2 separate regions of the Mus musculus genome follow, and region 1 is linked to region 2. The links are chromatin contacts, called in public HiCAR-type maps. All regions are on one chromosome and are shown on one strand. Each heading gives the region's core, a stretch centred on a gene start, on an enhancer-like site or on the middle of the called end of the contact. The rest is flanking DNA. Distances are from core to core; before and after follow the strand shown. Region 1 has its middle 33 kb from the start of Gm6614. Region 2 overlaps Gm30784 (a long non-coding RNA gene).

Region 1 (2,700 bases), core at 190-2,689, 170 kb after region 2:
TCACTAAGGTTTCCCTAGCACAACATTTTGATGTGTTGGCCAGGAAGTTCCCCATGACACGCAGGACTACTCATCTGGAGGGTCTTAAAGCTGGCAAAATTAGTGTAGGTGTTTGTGTTTCTATGTTTGTAACACTGTGTTAAACTCCGTTGTTTTTGTTCCCTGTCTGAGAGTTGAATTGTCTGAGCTTTCTGTGTGAGATCTGCAAAGCAGAATGGAGCAAGCTTCTGAAGAGGTAAATGTGGAACCCTTCCAACCGTGCTGAGATGATTTATTTGTGTGGAACCTGGTGGCTTGTGTTGTCATGGTGATTCTTCTAGGTTTGAGACCTAAGCTGAGAAATCCGAGTGTCAGAAATTTTCTATGTGGTCAGATTCGGTGAGGACTTGCGCAGTGGCGCAAAAGCTTGTGATTTATGTGGCGGCTAATTTGTCTGTTAGAAACTTTCTGTGAGTTCTACAGAGCGTTAACAAAACTTATGTAAAGATAAATGACTTATGTTGCCATGGTGACTTTCCCAAGTCTGAGTAAACATTTGTACTGAGGGTGTGTGAGCGCCACCTTCTGGTTAGATCTTGTTATTACAGGTGGCTGTAGTTTTGTTTATTATTTATTTTTTATGGTTTTGGGTTTTGTTACTGGCTCTCTGTTCACAGAGTGGCACTACATCCGTCTTCTATGAGCGCCACCGTCTGGTTGTTTCTTGTTACTACAGGCTGTATTTTTTTCTGGTTTTGGTTGATTTTTGTTTCTGGTTGTGCCTTTATCTGTTCACTGATTCTAAATGGTGTCACATCCTTCTGGGTACAAGGCCGTGAATTTGTTTCCGAGGCCATTTGTGGTTAGGATAGATGTATGTGGGAGCTGTGCCGACAGCGGGGCCATGAGATGTCCTGAGGCTGGATTGGGTGGGCATGGGCTCAGGGAGCAAAGACATCCACCAATATGGTTCTTTTCTTGTGGATGCTCACCACTTTCTGGTTATTTCTCATTTCTACCCGATAGAGAAAAAAAGTGGACTTGAGTTTTGGGTGGCATAGAGAAATCTTTTTCATGAGTGCTACTTTCTGGCTGTTTCTTGTTTCTGCTCAAAAGACAGGGAAAGTTTTATGTTTTATTTGTGTTTCTATATATTGTCTCTGTGTTTCTCATTATGAGATGACTTTGACAAGATGAATTTGACAAGTAACTTTGACAAGATCACCTTGACAGGTAACTTTGATGAGATGACTTTGACAAAGTGACTTTGACTTTGACGGACATATTGGCAGATGAGACAGGTCCCCTTCGCCAAAGAAGAGGCCAGGAAGCCGGTTCCTGAACCCACAGGAGATCTCCCCCACCCCTGCCAAATATGCTTGCTTTCCCATGACTGACCCAGACTGGGATATTAACACCATTGAAGGTAAGAGGAGGCTCTTGTTCTACCTTCAGGCTCTGCTGGCAAATCTCAAGGTGGCCACAAGATGGCCCACAAATTTGGCCAGAGTATATGACATTAGGCAGAGAAACTAGCTTTATTAATCAGGCAACAACAGACATTAAGAAAAAGCTTCAGAGGGTTAGGAGGTTAGAAAAAAGGAGTCTGAGGGACTTAGTGATAGTGACAGAGAAAATATTTAATAAAAGAGAGACTACAGAAGAGAAGCAGATGAGAGGACAGAAGCAACAGACTCAGGACTTGTCAAAGATCCTGTTGGCAGCCAAGACTAAACCAGAATACAGTAGAAGATACCTGAAATAGAAGAAAGAGGTAAGGGGCCCTGGAGATCAAAAGCACCCCCTCCCCAAACCCAGGGTAACCTTAGAAGTAAAAGTAAATGAATGACTTTCCACTGGCAACAGAAACAAAACAAAAACTCAAGACATCTTAGAGGCCCTGAAATATTTGGACTATTGAGCCTCCACTAAAATGACCTTACTCTGCCAACTGCAAGTGATCGCCCTAGACCTGGGGATACATTCTCAAAATTGGGACCCTGGCATCAGCCAATGGCCAATGTGTCACCAATTAACAGAAGCTGCCCCTCACAGTGTTCACACATCAGTGCAGCAGTGACCTCCTGGTTAAAGATGATGTCAGAATGACTCATCACCAGCCTCTTTTCTTGAATGCCCCCAGGATAACTTTTCAGCTGCCCGATGCCTGACCCTGAGCTCCATTGATGGGTCGCTGCATGACTGTTCAGATGGTTGTAGAGGTAACATGGTTCACCAATGACAATAGCCTCATTTGGGATGGACAGAAGTATGGTAGGGCAGTGGTGGTCTCAAACACTGAGATCATATGGGCAGAACCACTCCTGGCAGGAATGTCAGCCCAGAAAGCTGAAATGGTAGCTCTGACCAAGGTGCTGAGAAAAGACAAGAGACACAGATAGCCAGTGTGCCTTTGCTTCTGCTCATATCCCTGGGGCTATTTATAAGGTGAGAGGCCTTCTAATGACAGAAGGAAGGACTAAACTACAGCCCAGTGGGTGGCCATAGAAATTGGGCCCCTTGTGTTCTTAATTGCAGTAGACCCAGGAAAACCATGGACCATCTCTTTTCATCGAGATCCACCATGGGGAGCAATGGAACATGCTTTTGCCTAAAGAGCCAGCAGCCTAATCTCCCACAGACAGCCTCTCTGTGCTCCCAGCCACAGTGCCCACCAAGCCAAGTCAGCTACCAACAAGTCTAGGAAATGCAGAACTTAGT
Region 2 (2,700 bases), core at 26-2,525:
GTAACAGAATGTAAGACAGCATGTATATGTCCATCATTCCCTCACTGATGGGGACAACATCACCTACAGAACTCAAAGTTATCAAAACATCATGGGCCACCCAAGAAGAATAGAAAAACGAAACACAGTTACCATGAAGATTAAAGCCAAAATTAAAATAGAAGTGAGTGAGGAGTCAGTGAACCCAACTGATTTTTGAGTCTGAGAATATGGATGAGATGTGTTTTCAAAGTCAATGAAGCACAAGATATGTGCAGTGTGCATTTTCTTATCTTGAAACAGACTCAGATGTCCACCTCAAATTACAAACTGACAATGCAGTTTAACATGGATACACACATGAAATAATCTATACATGCACCGAGTATGTAAAATTTTAAAATATTGACTGTGAATACAACTGTTAAGGCAGGAATAAAAGAAGAAACAAAGGCATTATTTAAACATGACAGGGAAGGTCATGTATTAAATGTCACGATTAATATGAGTAGCTGATTACTTAAGGATATTAAAGCTATTAAAAATATAAAGGATACTAATACAATGAGATCTTATGGAAAATATTTGGAAGGGTTTTCTGGTAGGAGGTATGGGATGTAAGTAAATGTGTGTGTGTGTGTGTGTGTGTGTGTGTGTGTGATCACATGTGTCTGAGTATACCTGTGTGGCATGTGCATGTGGAACCCTATTGACGTTGGGAATCTTCCTTGATCATTCTCCACCTTGTTTATTGAGAAAGGTTCTCAAAAGCAAATCCCACTTTTAGTCTAACTAGCCAGTTTGCCCAGCGAATCCTCTGTCTCCGGGGATTTTCTGCCACCGCACTGGTCCTGGTTTTAGCAGGGCTCTGAGGATCACACTGCAAGTCATCATGCTTCCTTGGCAAGCACTTTAACTAGTTTACTGAGTTGTCTTAACCCACAAGTAGTAATTGTTTAAGATGAAAAGCCAGGTCAACGTAAGTACAAACATGTGAGTTGTTTTAACAAAGGTGTCAGTGAATAAGTCACTAAATTGGAAAACCTTGGCACTGCAGGTGAATGAATACCTGTTTCACAAGCTGCGGAATCTTTTCAGGCAAAACAAAACAGTCTTCCAAACAGGCCTTCTGGCAACTTTTATATGATAAAGTTAGCACTTCACAAATATACTTAGCATTTGACAAGCTGTGTACTCATCTCTCATTTACAAAGCCAACATTTTAAACTGCCTTTACATTTCTCCTTTCTCTTGCCCCCATGCCTGCACACTAGAATCAAAGTTTAATATTTAACCATAGTGAAGCTAACATGCTTCTGAAATAACTGTTGAGACTTCAGCAAAGTGATAGTTCACACTAAGTAAAATAAAACAGAATTTCCAAGGGAAATAACAGAAGAGAACTTTGTAAAAACTTGAAGAAATAAGCCTGCTTCAGAGGACATAGAAATGAGGTCTACAACCATGCCCTCCATCTGTTCGTCACTGTAGAATTCCAAACACAACCTGTTATCCTAAGTGCTCTGAGAACCTCTGTGACTCTGGCCCTTGGTGGCCACAGATGGCTCTGAGAGGCATTTTCCTAGGGGTTGAACTAATGGCTCAACAGTTAAAAGTGCCTGCTGCTCTTGTGTGGGACTTGGATTTGGTGCCCACCACCCACATGGTAGCTCATAGTGGTCAGTAACTCCCATTTCTGAGGATCCAGTTCCCTCTTTAGGTCTCCACATGTACTGTATGTACACACATTCAGGAAAAATCACATATACCTAAATAAAAATAAATAAATCTTTGAACAAAAAGGAAAACAGATTTTAGAGCAAGGCTCTTTGAGACTCAAGTGGAGATTTAACTCTGAAAAGTAACTCAGGATAGTAGATAGATAGTAGCATTTAGGTAGCACATGTAACTTGATAGAACTGTAACAAGCATCCAGGTTAGCATATTGGTCCTTTTTTTTTCTGCCAATGAAACAGTAATAAATATTGTTCATGTTACTATTTTAAAGAGGTTTATTTGGCCCCAGTGGTTTTGTCCAAGAATGATGTATCTCACGTAGGACAAGGCCTTACATTTGTGGAGTGCTGGCAGCATAGGAAATCCTATAGTGAAATACACAGAGTCATAAGAAACCTAGGCTTTTATAACACAGTTACTCAAAATAACTTTCATTAATTATATGGATGAATTGATCCATTCAAAAGGCAGAACCCCATGTGATGACTTCTCCCTGATCTGACTTGCTAGGTCATGATCTCTTTTACCAGCTCATGGTGGAAATTAAGTTTCCATGCTAGATGTGAAAGGGAAAACCCTGTTCAAACACTAGCAGTCAGTGTATTCACAAGTGTTCCTCAAAAAAGTCTGCTTGAGACCAAACTGAAAACTTTCAGATTAACTGCGTTGGCAGAAGAATCTCAAAACAGTGTAGTGTTGGCTCCGTAGCACAGTTATTAGGGTTTGCTCTTTATGCAGATGCATAATGAAAAGGAGCAAGCTGAATAAAGAAGAACACACAATGTACAGTTTAAAGAGAAAGAGGGCATCAGGAAGAAGAATGTAGTTAAGTCCTAAATTCAAGGAGATAAACAGATGAAAGAAATGGCTGATATCAAATGGCAAAAAGGAGGTGGTGATCTCAGGGCAAGACCCCACCCAGTTAAACTCCCAATTTCTGAAATTAAAGAACAGCTCAGGTCCAAGAATGGTGGTACATGCCTT

Evidence for each region. HiCAR-type assays count read pairs that join an accessible place to other places.
Region 1: a HiCAR-type map of kidney shows a contact between it and region 2, with 4 times the contacts expected there. The contact joins two enhancer-like sites. A contact is called at or near these places in 5 of 484 Hi-C or Micro-C datasets (brain, embryonic stem cells, liver and 2 more) and 2 of 115 datasets of contacts at active chromatin or transcription factors (kidney and neural progenitor cells).

The regions. Positions count from the first base shown.
Region 1 is chr6:142,040,117-142,042,816 of GRCm38.p6, forward strand. No RefSeq gene overlaps it. Among named protein-coding and RNA genes, the nearest start is that of Gm6614, 33 kb to the left of the region's middle. Within about 2 kb of position 1,440, at least 22 of the 459 cell types and tissues checked have an H3K27ac peak or open chromatin away from gene starts, as enhancers often do. A contact at or near this core is called in kidney, where this site is marked.
Region 2 is chr6:141,870,871-141,873,570 of GRCm38.p6, forward strand. The region is part of intron 2 of Gm30784 (a long non-coding RNA gene); the gene reads left to right. Among named protein-coding and RNA genes, the nearest start is that of Gm30843, 3.8 kb to the right of the region's middle. Within about 2 kb of position 1,276, at least 2 of the 459 cell types and tissues checked have an H3K27ac peak or open chromatin away from gene starts, as enhancers often do. A contact at or near this core is called in kidney, where this site is marked.